2 separate regions of the Mus musculus genome follow, and region 2 is linked to region 1. The links are chromatin contacts, called in public Micro-C maps. All regions are on one chromosome and are shown on one strand. Each heading gives the region's core, a stretch centred on a gene start, on an enhancer-like site or on the middle of the called end of the contact. The rest is flanking DNA. Distances are from core to core; before and after follow the strand shown. Region 1 overlaps Glt8d2 (glycosyltransferase 8 domain containing 2). Region 2 overlaps Chst11 (carbohydrate sulfotransferase 11).

Region 1 (6,361 bases), core at 1,567-4,066:
TTCCTAGACAGAGCTAATCTACCCTTGGCCACTGCCTGGTCTGAAAGAACTCTTCTCAGGTCTTCCCAGGAACTGCTAAGGCAGCTATCCATGCACCATCCCCAGGGCTGGGGGCTTTGAACAACATTGTTTCTCAGGGCTAGCCTAGCTCTCTGTGCTCTGCTTTATGTCCTAGGCAAGGCCTGAGGCCCTCTGTCTTCTTGCTTCTCTTGAAGCTGCCACTGTTCAGGACTTTGCCTTGGGAGTTCTTCGGTCCATCATTGACATTTGATACCTCCCAAAGCTGCCTCCAGCTGTAATGAAGACAGGGTGACAAGCTTTTCTACACTGAATGATTATTGACTTTTATCATACTGAAAACATGACTCAGATGTCATCCAGCTTGGAAAAGCTGTGGGTCTTCCTGCCTTCATCCTTGGAATGGGACCACTGGCTCATCTGTAATGGGCTGATGACTCCTTTCTCCCGGGAGACAAGCAAAGTAACAAGAGCCGCTCATTCCAACTATCTTTAAGAAAGGACAGGCAGACCCATCATGGAGTCACAGTCCTGCCCTCAGTCATCACAGGTGTAGGTACAGCACTCAGGACACAGGCACAGCACAATTTTAGAAACAGTATGGAGGCTGGGGTTGGGAGTTCATGCCTTTAATCCCAGAACCCAGAAGGCACAGGCAGGGAGATCTGTGTGAATCTGAGGCTAACTGTTCTACAGAGTGAGTTCTTTGAACTGGAAACATTCAAGATCGGGGTTAGATATATGAGTCAGTGGTTAAGAGCACTGTCTCTTCTTCCAGAGGTTCTGAGTTCAATTCCCAGCAACCACATGGTGACTGTAATGGGATCTGATACCCTCTTCTGCCATACAGGTGTACATGCAGATAAGGGATGTGTACATAAAATGAAATAAATAAATCTTAAAAGACAAGAGCAAAAACAACTAAAGATAGAAACCTAAGCTATAGGATACCAGACTGGCATGAAGGGGGTTGAATATGGGTTGCTTATTGGGCGATGTCATTAGTGTTACTTTTAGGTGTGATCGTGGCATTTTGGTTATGTAGGAGGATGTCTTTAGTTTGTCTGTGTTTGTGTGTGTGAGTGTGTGTGCATAGGTGTGTCGGCCCATGTTTGTGACTGTAGAAGCTGAAGGACAATGCCAGGTGTCCTGCACTGTTTTCTGTTCCTTCTCCCCTGAGACAGTATCTGCTTCAAGCAGTCACTTCATCCATTGCTCCAGCAACCCTCCCATCTCTACTCCCCCCAGGACACTGGAGTTTCAGACACATATGGTTGTGCCTGGATTTTTACGTAGGTGCTAGGGATTTGAACTCAGATCTCATGCTCATGTGGCCAGCACTCTTAAGCACTGAACCATTTCCCTAGCCCTTACCCTACCCTCACTTTTAAAAGAGGCAGGCTGAGCTGGGTATGATGGTGCACATCTTTAATCCAGAACTCAGGAGTCTCTGGCAAGTGCCAGGACAGCCAGGGCTTTTATATAGAGAAACCTAGTCTCAAAAAACAAAACAAAACAAAATCTAAAAGAGACATGCTAAGCTATTTAAGGGTGATGTTGCACAATGTATGTATCTTCAAAGTATGTGTGTGTGCATTGCAGTTGAGCAAATGTGACAGCATGCTAGCAAGCTGGTGAGGAGACCACGGGTATTTTACTCTTTTAACTTTTGTAAACTTCAACTGTTTCAAGTGAAGCAAAGAAAAGAAAAAGAAAAATGAGCCTGCCGAAGCTTCATGGGTTTCATGGTGACTTTATATGAAATAATAAAAAAGTCCATGTGGCAGTTATGTCAATTACTGACTGGGGAAGACAGGGGTGGGGACAGAAAGGCTGGGTAGGAGGCAACTGCAAAGTTAATAAGGGGGTGAGGTGAAATAGGATGGGAGGGGAAACCGAAGGACCAATTAGGAGGTGTGACCCATCAGGGCCAGTGTATGCACAAGAACTAGAAGGTGCCAGGGTTCAAAGGCGTCTCTGCAGTGCCTGGGGTGCTGATTTCATGATGAACACACAGCATTTGTGGTTGTCCTGCTACAAGGCTGCATAGTCATCTTGGCCTATTGGTATTCTTGAGAGATTATGTTGCTAAGTGCTGAACACATGACTATGAACAAAGAGACAAATGTGCCAACTTCTATGAGGCTTTTGATGTATCATTTTGGGGAACAGTAACCAGGTTTCTTAGTTACAGTTTTTATTGCTGTGAAGAGACACCATGACCAAAGCAACTCTTATAAAGGACAACATTTAATTGGGGCTGGATTACTGGTTCTGAGGTTCAGTCCATTATCATCATGGCAGGAAGCATGGCAGCATTCAGGCAGGCATGGTGCTGGAGGAGCTGAGAGTTCTACATCTTGTTTCCAAAGCAAACAGAAAACTGGTTTACAGGCAGCTAGGGGGAGGATCTCAAAGCCTATCCCCACAGTGACACACTTCCTCCAACAAGGCCGTACCTCTTAATAGTGCTACTTTCTGGGCCAAGCATATTCAAACCACCACACCAGGGAAACCTAGTTATGTAGTAGCCAGTAGAGATAGCTACTGAGGAGATGAAGAACCGGGGGCGGGGAGGGGAGGCTTAGTGCCATATTTGGGGCAGTGGAGGGACCCTGAGGCTAGAGTTTGTCTGGCAAGAAGCCCAGGGTGCTCACGTGAGATCTCCTGGGAGGCACTGTCAGCCTTCTGACTCTTAGAGAAGCCTGGAATGGCAGGGATGGTCTTGAGCAGAGCAGAGCACCCAGCACAATAGTCTAAGTCACACCTTTCCAGGCTTACCACAGCTGCTTGGCTGTAAACTTGCTGAAGAGAGATAAGGCAGTGTAGTGCAGTCAAAAGATGGTGTCTGATGGGCAAGGCAGAGGCCCCGGAGGTGGTGATAATTCTGGGTGTATTCTGAAAGCTGAACAAAGAGGATGTGTGTCAGTGTTTGTGTAGACACACAGAGAGATGGGAGATAACATCCAGTCTGCTCTTTTGTTGGGACAATTAGAGAAATGAGGCTGTGGATAACTGGTTTGGGAAAGACTATAGGAAATGTGTGCTGTGTGTGTGTTGGGGGGGGGATATCAGAAACTCAGACTGGAATATGTGGATGCCTTTGGGCAGTGACGCCAAGTGTCCAGTAGGATTTAGAAGTATGTAGGCTATATGAGAGGCTTGAGCTGGGGACAGAGATGAAGTCATCATGTAAATAGTATTTGAAACTATGAATGTTTAAAACATGGTAGTGCCTCAGGAGGAAGGTAAGAGAGAAGAAAGGAAACCAAAGATTGGGATGTCCCACCACGCTCATGTTGGGTTTCAGGCGGCAGGAGCTAAAGCTATGGGGACAGTGGAACTGAACGTGTGCATACTTAAGGTGGGGGCAGGAGTAATGAAGGAGCTAGACTGTGCCAGGAGCGTATGAAAGAGAGGTTGTGGCTCGTGGACCATCTTCCGTCGTTCAGGAACGTTGATAGCCCAGACAGTCTCCTCATAGACTCGGCCCACTGTCACTTTTCGTGCCATGAGACAAAAAACAATCAAGGAAGAATGGGTTATTTTGGTTAATGGGGCACATAGCAGAGATGGCAAGGCAGCGGGATGAGAATGTACCTTTAGTCAGCCAAGATAGATGAATAGATGAATCCATGCTCCTACTCCTTTCTCACCAAGAGTGATGAATCGAAGCTCCGCCTTCTTTCTCACCAAGAGAGTTGAATCGATGCTCCGCCTTCTTTCTCCTTTCTGTGTTGTCTGGGACCCTGGCCCATGGGACGGTGCCACCCCCAGAGTGTTTCTACCTCAATTAAACCTCTCGGGGAAACACCCTCACATGCAGAGGCGTGCCTCGTAGATGATTTCTAAATCCTGTCAAGCTGACAATTACCTACCACAGGGGCTGTCAGGATGGCTCAGTTGTTACCGCATATGTTGCTCTTGCAGAGTGTATCAGTTACCGTTTTATTGCTGTGATAAAACACCATGGCCAAGGCCACTTGTCGAAGAAAGAGTTTATTTGGGCCTATGGTCCAGAGGGTTTTAGAGTTCACAATGGCAGCAAGTGGCAGGCATGGCGGCAGGAACACAAGTGGCGAGCCCGTATCTTGAGTACGAGTCACAGCACAAAGCTGGAAGACCACACTGGGAATGCTGTAAAGTTCGGACCCGAAAGCCTGCCCCCAGTCACATACTCTCTCCACCAAGGCCATAGCTCCTAAACCAACCAAACATCGCCATTCACTGGGGACCAAGTGTTCAGATGCCCAAGAATATGGGGCGCACCTCATTCAAACCACCACACAGAAGACATGTGAGGTTCCCAGCACCGACGTCACGTGGCTCACTAAAGCCCCTGACCTTGATGAGCATTGGCACTGGTGTATACAAGTACACACATGCACATAGTTTAAAATAATAAAATGTTTAAAAAGATTCACTTCCATAGCCTTAGACCTTGGATTTTCTGCTGGATTCAAGTTTCTGTCTACTACTCCATATGTTTTTATAAATCTTTCTATTATATATATATATGTAAGCATTATCTGCATGTACCTGTATGCCAGAATCGGGAATCAGACCCATTATAGATGGTTGTGAGCCACCATGTGGTTGCTGGGAATTGAACTCAGGGCCTCTGGGAGAGCAGTGTTCCTAACCTCTGAGCCATCTCTTCAACCTTATTTTTGGTTTATAGCCCTGGCTGTCCTGGAACTAGCTCTGTAGACCAGGGTGATCTTAAACTCACGTAAATCAGCCTGCTTCTGCCTCCTAAGTGCTGGGACTAAAGGCGTGCACCACCATACTTGGCAGATTTATTTTTAGATTGCGTATACGAGTGCTTTGCCTACATATATATGTAATGTAGTATGTAAATGCAGTGCCAGTGGGTGGCAGAAGAGGGCACTGGGTCGCCTGGACCTAGAGGTACTGGACCTGCCCTGTGGGTGCTGGCAGCTGAGGTTCCCTACAAGAGCATTAAGTGCCTCTAACCACTGGACATGCCTGCCAATAGAGGTCAGAGGCAACTCTATGGGGTTAGTCCTCTCCTTCCACCTTTACATCTGTTATTTTTATCTCCAGCAGGTGAGCAGTGAGACTTTTTGACTAACAGTGACTGATCAGTGACACTCTCCCTGTTGGGTATTGTTGGTACCTTTGTGGAGAATTAGTTGACTTTGTGTGTATGTTTATTGTTGACATCTCTTCTGTGTGCCACCTCTCTGCATCTGTTTCTATGCCAGTGTCACACTGTTTGGGATGTAATTTGACATTAGGGAGTGTGACACTTAGTTCTTGTTCAGGAATGTTTTGGCTACATGGGGCTCCAGTACCTCTGTGTGAATTTTAGGATAATTTTTTCTATGCCTTCTAAAACTGGAATGAATCTGCAGATCCCTTTGGCTGGTATTTACGGGCATCCTGACAAGACTGAGTCTTTTAATCCCAGTTATTTTCATTGAAGGGTGATTCATATAAAGTTCTAGAATCTTAAATCTAATAAAGTTGTCTGTTTTACTTGTCACGGAAGAGTTCTAGACAGGCAGAGTGACTTCCCTAGGACCTGCCAGTGCCTTATATTAATGAGGCTTCTGCTGTTGTTACATATTGTTTAAAGAGTGTTCTGTGATCTTTTTGCTTAGATAAAATATTAATTCATTAAAATGTTACAGAACAGTATAGTGAGCACTTATTTAGGGACTTGTCTCATCCTTAGTGCCTGTCATAATTTCCTGTCTCCATCTCTTCCTTTCTACATGCTTTATAACATCCGGCCCCGTTACCCTACTGTCTTAGTTAGGGTTTTGCTGCTGTGAACAGACACCATGACCAAGGCAAGTCTTATAAAAACAACATTTAATTGGGGCTGGCTTACAGGTTCAGAGGTTCAGTCCATTATCATCAAGGTGGGAGCATGGCAGTGTCCAGGCAGGCATGACACAGGTAGAGCTGAGAGTTCTACATCTTCATCCAAAGGCTGCTAGTGGAAGACTGATTTCCAGGCAACTAGGGTGAGGATCTTATACCCACACCCACAGTGACACACCTATTCCAACCAGGTCACACCTATTCCAACAAGGCCACACCTTCAGATGGTGCCACTCCCTGGTCCAAGGATATACAAACCATCACACGTACATATATGCATGTGTCTCCGGTGTTCAAGCATACATTCCTAGGGAGCCCTATGGTTTACCCACTGAGGAAATGTAACATCAGAGCAATGGTATCTCCTTACCTTTTCCAATAATAGAGTTTATCACTGGTTTCAAATATGCAACCAAGAGCCGTTCATTTAATCTCACTGTCAAGTCTCTAGAGATGTGCCAATATTTTTAAAAGATTTATTTTTATTTAA
Region 2 (6,592 bases), core at 1,472-3,971, 510 kb before region 1:
TAAAGGGCCTGACTAGGCCCGGCTCCTTCATGCCAATGGGAAAGATCCTGAGCCTTTGTCTTTTCTCCACCATGATGTACTATCACCTTAAAAATATTGCGGAAGAGCTGTGGGTGTGGCCTGGCCGCAGAGCACTTGGCCAGCATGCGCCTCATCCCTGGGTTCAATTCTAAATTTAGCCGTGGACTGTATGCCTGGTAGTTCCAGGAACTGGGCAAGAGGAGGTAGAAGGATCAGGAGCATAAGGTTATCTTCTGATACATAGCAAGCTCAAGCCCTGGGCTCCAGGAGAAAACAAACAAGAAGGAGGAGGAGGAGGAGGAGGAGGAGGAGGAGGAACAGCAGCAGTTCATTAATGCGGAGGTTATTTTTTATTTCCATATTTTGAATGAAGATGCTCCTTGTCTCCCTGGCACACCATACAGGAAGTATATACTTTGATTTCTTACTTGAATTTGGGTATAAACTAATTCTTCCTCTTTTTTTTTTTTTTTTTTTTGGTTTTGTTTTTCGAGACAGGGTTTCTCTGTGTAGCCCTGGCTGTCCTGGAACTCACTTTGTACACCAGGCTGGCCTCGAACTCAGAAATCCTCCTGCCTCTGCCTCCCGAGTGCTGGGATTAAAGGCGTGCGCCACCACGCCCGGCTTAATTCTTCCTCTCTTAAAAAAACCCTTTTTGTTTTATTTATCTGTGTGTCTATTATAAAATGTTCTTATTAAAAGACTGTTGGAAAGTCATACTTTGGGAAAATCTACCTCTTCTCAAGATGGGGCACTTTGCCCTTTTCCCTAATCATCTGTACCTGTCTCTTGGGGGCGAGGCCAGGAGGGAGGGCTTTGCCCACACAAGCCGCAGTCGCTGCACTTCCTGCAGTGTCCAGTTGAGGGCGCCAGTGACACCATCGGAATTTCCTACTGACTGACTGGCTGCAAACAAGCCATTCAGCACTTCTCTCAAGATGAAGCCAGGAAGGTCTTAGTCTGCTCGGCATCCCATGGACCTGCACAGTGGCCGTGAAGGGTCAGGGCTGGGTTAGATGGCGAAGTTACATTCAGTCTGCTTAGCGGGCCTCCTTTGAGGTGACTAAGCCCTGAGGTCTGGGCATGGTGTGAGCTCTTCTGCTGGTGGCAAAGACAGCCAGATGAGTGGACTCATCAGGAACCATACATGGTGTGTCTGAAAACAGAATCAAGGGCTGAGTAGGAGGACTCAGTCAAGTGCTTGCTAAGCAGGGATGAGGATGAAAGTTAGACCTCAACACTCATGTGAGAAAACAAAAACCAGGGCACAGAAGTGTGCACGCGTAATCCCAGCTCTGGGGCTGGCTAGCCTGCCAGCCTAGCTGAAACTGGTGAGCCCAGTGACTCTGTCCAAGATACAAGGTGGGTAGTATCTGAGGAATGATACTCAAAGCTGATCTCTGACGGACACACTCACACACTTACACACATATATACATACACTCATACACATACACACATATATACATTCACACACACACTCACATACTCACACTCTCACACATATACACACTCACACATACACACACATATTCACACTCATACACATACACCAATACACTCACACAATACACACATAGTACACACACTCACACACATAACTCACATATACATAGTCTCAAATACACTCACACACATACATACATAGTCACATACACATACTCTCTCACACATACATACATACAGTCACACATACACACATATTCACACACACACACACACAGAGACACAGTTTTTTAAGCAATGTAATACCATTTTGTTCAGGCTTAAGTTCAGTTCAGGGCAATCCTCCTGCCTCAGTGAGTGCTGGAATTCCGAGCTTGCCAGCCCGCCAAGTATCCCTTCCTTTTGTTTTACTGATAGCTGTTCTGTGTGGCTTTTCTGAGATTTGGGTTTTAGAAACAGCTTTCAAGTGGGATTTTGTGTGTGTGTGTGTGTGTGTGTGTGTGTGTGTGTGTGTGTGTGTGTATAAAAACATGGAAAAGTGTCCTGGCAACAAAGCTAGAAGATTCTGGGGTTTGGATAGCAAATGAGCGTGTACCTTAAGATCTGTATCTGGTGGTAATAAAGCCATCAAAGGGAATGGGGACTCTCAAGCTGGCTCCTGAGTCCATCTTTCCTTCTGGATCCCCCCCCCCCCCAGGTGGCCGTTCTCTTCCCATTTCTGTTATATCACGATGGACCCGAAAGCTCTCTTTTTTTTCTACACAATTCTATTACCTGAATCAGGAACCAAATAAATGTGCTTATCACTTAACCACCTCAAGTATTATGTTACAACAACAGAAAGCAGACCAAGACAATGCCCAGCTGTGGTGTTAACTATCAACTTGATGGAGATTTAGAGTCACCATGGGAACAAACCTCTCGGCATGTGAGAGGTGTTTTCAGACTGAGTTAATTGAGATGATACGGCCATTGTGGGCAGCATCATGCCCTGGGCTGGGATTCTGAACTGAATGAAAAGGAGAAAGTGAGCTGAGCACCAGCCTTCATCTTTGAAAGCCTCCTGGCTGTGGATGCGAGGTGACCAACTGCCACACCCTCCTCACCAAGACTTATGGATCTCTCACACCGTGAGCCAGAACAGGCTCATTCCTTAAGTTGTCCCAGTCACAGGAAGTGATGTGGCGCATCAGAGAGGAGCAGAGGTGAGTCTGCAGATCAGCTCTGTGGTTTCCTAGTTGCAGGAACGGACATCTGCTCAGAGGGAGACATGGTCTAGTGCCAGGGTGTAGGCTGTGAGGATTGGCTCTGCCACCACCCACGGGGGGGGGGGGCTTTATTTCCTCGCTCTTGACACAGAGGCAGGACCACACTAGCCAGAGAATCTTCCAGTGTGCGCAGAGACTTCTAGAGAAAAGCAGAATGAAGCAAAGTTTCCATTCACCCATTTAACAAGGAGGACCTGGCCACTGGGGGCAAGCAAGCTCCACCCTGGCCACTGAGGGGAAGGGGGCTTCACCCTGGCTGGATGACTAGCAGAGTCTCATCTCCACACTCACACACATGAGCAGATCACTTGCAGGCTGAAGGGCACAGCCCACCCCACTGCACTCCCCAGTCTTTCATTAATGAACCAAAAATAGTCCACACACAGAAAACAGATTCTGGCTTTTTTTTTTTCTTCTTCAATTTAATTGAAGTTACTTAGAAAAATAATCAGGCTTGAATGGCTTTTCCTGGAGGAACATTTCACGCATCTGTTGGCAACATAGAATTCAGCTTCTTTAACAGTATAGTAAGATACAGGGAGAGAATTCTACAACAGGCCCTCCTCGACTGCATACAAATATGTAAAAAACACACACTCCACAGAGATGTTAAATTCTATGTCCATATGCTTACTGAGCATGCTCAGAAGAGAATACGGATACCACCTTTTGTACCTGATGAGAGCAGATCAAAATCTGCCTGCTGCTGTCCAAGGGTTCAGCTGTTTCTAGAAGGTCCTGTTGTCTATTCAGAGGGGCTGTTTAGCTCTGCTGGGGGAAAGCTGGGGGGTGCTGGTGGGCAAAACCTGAGGGAGTGATGGAGTCAGTCCTGCTGACAAAGAGGTGGGCCAGGATGGGACATGGGTACCAGGAGTGCACAGGCTTGGGCAATTTGTGTATGTGTGTGTGCACATTTATGTGTGCATGTGTGTGTATGCATGTCTGTGCATGTGTGTCTATGTATACCCATGTGTGCATGTCTACTGTGCATGTGTGTATGCCTATCAATGTGTGCATGTATATGTATATATGCATGTCTATTGTGCATGTGTGTATATGTATACCCATGTGTGCATGTGTGTGTGCATGTCTATTGTGCATGTGTGTGTATACATGCCCATGTGTGTATGTATACGTATGGAGGAGGCCTGGGCAGAGGAAGAGAGTAGGAAAGCAAGCAAAATTCTCTGTGGTTTTGTCAGTTAAAGCAGGATAGTAATGCAATCATTATCACATGAGCTAAGAGTCCTAGGGGCTTATACAATGCTCAGGAGCATTCTTGGAGCATGGGCTAAACCTGTGTGCTCAGAAGGGCTGACCAAAGAGAAGTTTCTGGTTCCCATGTTCTCCTTGTGGCTGCAGAGAAAGCCTTACTCCCAGAACCAGGAAGAAAGGGTTGTCTGAGCCCCCCTCAATGGGCTGCCCTGATTCCCAGACCAGCTGAGAAAGGCACTGGGGCAGGGGGAGGCTATAGGGACTGCAGGCAGGGACCCCTGTGGCTCATAGTCTAAACTTTCTCGATAAATGAGTACACTAAGCAGGCATGTCCTTATCACTCTGCCTGTACCTAGTCCTAAAACACAGCTGCACCTTTGAACAGTGGCTCAGAGCTGGGACGCTGGCAGCTCCCCTTTCTAGCTAAGCACAAGAGGCATGCAGGAGAAAGCTTTTCCAACATTTTTTTTTCCTCAGTAGAAAACACTTGGATTTCCAAGCACATTTCACCAATGGATGTCTTTAGCCAGGAACACAGAAACCTTTCTACACTCTACAATAAACAGTCAAGCCGATACATATTTTGAAAATTGTCACTAGGAAGTGTGAACACAAGACAGGAGAAAGACTCCCTCATTCTGGAAGCGTATTGATACACTCTCCCCAGAAGGACAGTCTTTCTCCCTGTAAGAGAGAGAAAGGGAGTAAGTACCATCTGCACACAGCACTGGACCACAGACGGAAGACAAACAGATGCGGACCATGGAAATCAACACGAATCTCCATTTAAAACTCCTGAAGCACACAGTGAACAGTTCCAAACTGTGGGTGGAAGTGAGGAGTATCCCCACGAGGCCATTATCCCCACCAAGTGGCCTTTAAGGTGTCCTTAAGCCACCTGCCCCACTCCATAACACCCTAGGCTTCCCTCCGCTGTGCTTGGAGGGACGGGATCACTCTCTGGGGCAGTATCCAGATGAAGACACCCCAACTAGGTAAAGCAACACTCTCATAAAGTTCCCAGATGGACACTGTTTCTGCTGATTTGTGGAAGGATCTAGGAAGCAGCTGTCAATCTTTGCAGACCTCAGACAGGCTAGATCACCCTCACTGAAGGCTACTGTGTGAAAAACCAGCTAAGACATGGTCTGCCATACAGGATACCTAGGTCATGCAGCCCAGAAATGCTACATTCTCCCAGTTTCACAAGGCAGACTATGTATTCAAGGCTCTGAAAACTCCTGCAGACAGGAACCTGACTTAATTTTGTTTTCTAAGGATATGTGACCACAAACTGATGCCTTGGAGAGCCTGGGCTCGGTGGGACATGCATCAGCTACACCACGCCCAGGGCCTGAGCACCATGACTGCCTCTCTATTCCAGGGACAGCCAAGATCTGTCACTGTTCTTGGTCACACACATGACATAAATCTATTTATTAAAGGCGAGGGGAGAGAAATTGGGGAAGGTACCTGCGTTTTATAAATAGCCTCAGGCAGCCACTCTGGCTCACATTTCTCTCACATTAAATAAAATAATTTCCTCTGCGAGACAGTGTAGCAGTTACCGCTGCCCCCAGCCTCCTTGTGAGCCTAACAATACCATTTTAATAGTTTCTGTGAATAAATTACTCAATTTTATGTTTTTCAGAATATTCTTACCCCCTTCACTCTATACTGCATCAAAACAAACAAAACCCCACAAAAACACAAAAAGCAAAATTTACAGCCTACCAGCTCCCTTATCATCAGAACTATGTACAGCATCTGCTACGTACCCGGACACTGGCTGTCATGGGAATGTGGCTCAAATGTCAACCGCAAAGTATCAGAAACAACTAGAAATGAGGAATAGGTTTGGGCATTGATCAGCAAGGAACAGGAAAGAGCAAATTTCCAACCTTCTGGAGGAGAGGGAGGTCCTGGATGCTCTGCCAATGCAGGACATGGAGGGTGGGCATGTGCCTGTGGGTACCAACACTCCACCTTTGACCTTCACACTTGAACTCCGCCAGTCTCCAAATGTATGCAGTGCACTGTTTTAAGTGGCAGGCAGGACAAGATGTGGACTGGAGATCACAGTAGGAGGCCCTTGAGAAATGTTCCTCCCTTTCCTTAGTCAAGGCAGACATCACTAATCAATCACAGCAGTCCTCCATCCTTGCGCTTGGAGAATATTGTGGCTTATAGGCTTCTACTATGAAGACACTGCACTAGATATACATGATCAAAAGGGTTTCTGTCATTTCTTGTGTTGGGCAATGAACTACTTAGCTAGTTAAGTGGCCTGATCCAAATGTGTGGCTTTCAAATTTGAACTGTAGAAATACGCAAATTTGCTAGGGTCCTGGACCCTCTGGACCACTTGAGAATAGTCTAAAGTCTGTGTGAGGACCAAAGGGATGGGGGTGTTGGTTCACTGTTGAGCTGGATGCCCTGTGTTCACATAAAGCTTGCTGAAGGCCAAGGCTCCTGGTTTCACTCAATGTGCTATCTGCAGTCAAGCCTGGAGAATAGTAGATGCTCAATACTTATTGACTAGAAAACAACCATTATTCTGCCTTCGCTAGCACTGGAAAGTGCCACTTAAAGATTTCCACAGAAAGCCTATTCTTATAGCCTGCTAATTTCGGTAAAGAGAA

The links. A called contact is a pair of places that touch in the nucleus more often than the background predicts.
Region 2: a Micro-C map of the G1E-ER4 cell line shows a contact between it and region 1. The contact joins two enhancer-like sites. A contact is called at or near these places in 11 of 39 promoter capture datasets (the C10 cell line, cranial neural crest, embryonic stem cells and 6 more), 2 of 484 Hi-C or Micro-C datasets (the G1E-ER4 cell line and embryonic stem cells) and 1 of 9 other capture datasets (adipose tissue).

What each region holds. Positions count from the first base shown.
Region 1 is chr10:82,682,121-82,688,481 of GRCm38.p6, reverse strand. The region is part of intron 1 of Glt8d2 (glycosyltransferase 8 domain containing 2); the gene reads left to right. Among named protein-coding and RNA genes, the nearest start is that of Glt8d2, 5.3 kb to the left of the region's middle. Within about 2 kb of position 2,816, at least 5 of the 459 cell types and tissues checked have an H3K27ac peak or open chromatin away from gene starts, as enhancers often do. A contact at or near this core is called in the G1E-ER4 cell line, where this site is marked.
Region 2 is chr10:83,192,445-83,199,036 of GRCm38.p6, reverse strand. It overlaps Chst11 (carbohydrate sulfotransferase 11), which reads right to left. Exons shown (of 3, transcript NM_021439.2): 3 at 3,137-6,592. Among named protein-coding and RNA genes, the nearest start is that of Slc41a2, 140 kb to the left of the region's middle. Within about 2 kb of position 2,721, at least 20 of the 459 cell types and tissues checked have an H3K27ac peak or open chromatin away from gene starts, as enhancers often do. A contact at or near this core is called in the G1E-ER4 cell line, where this site is marked.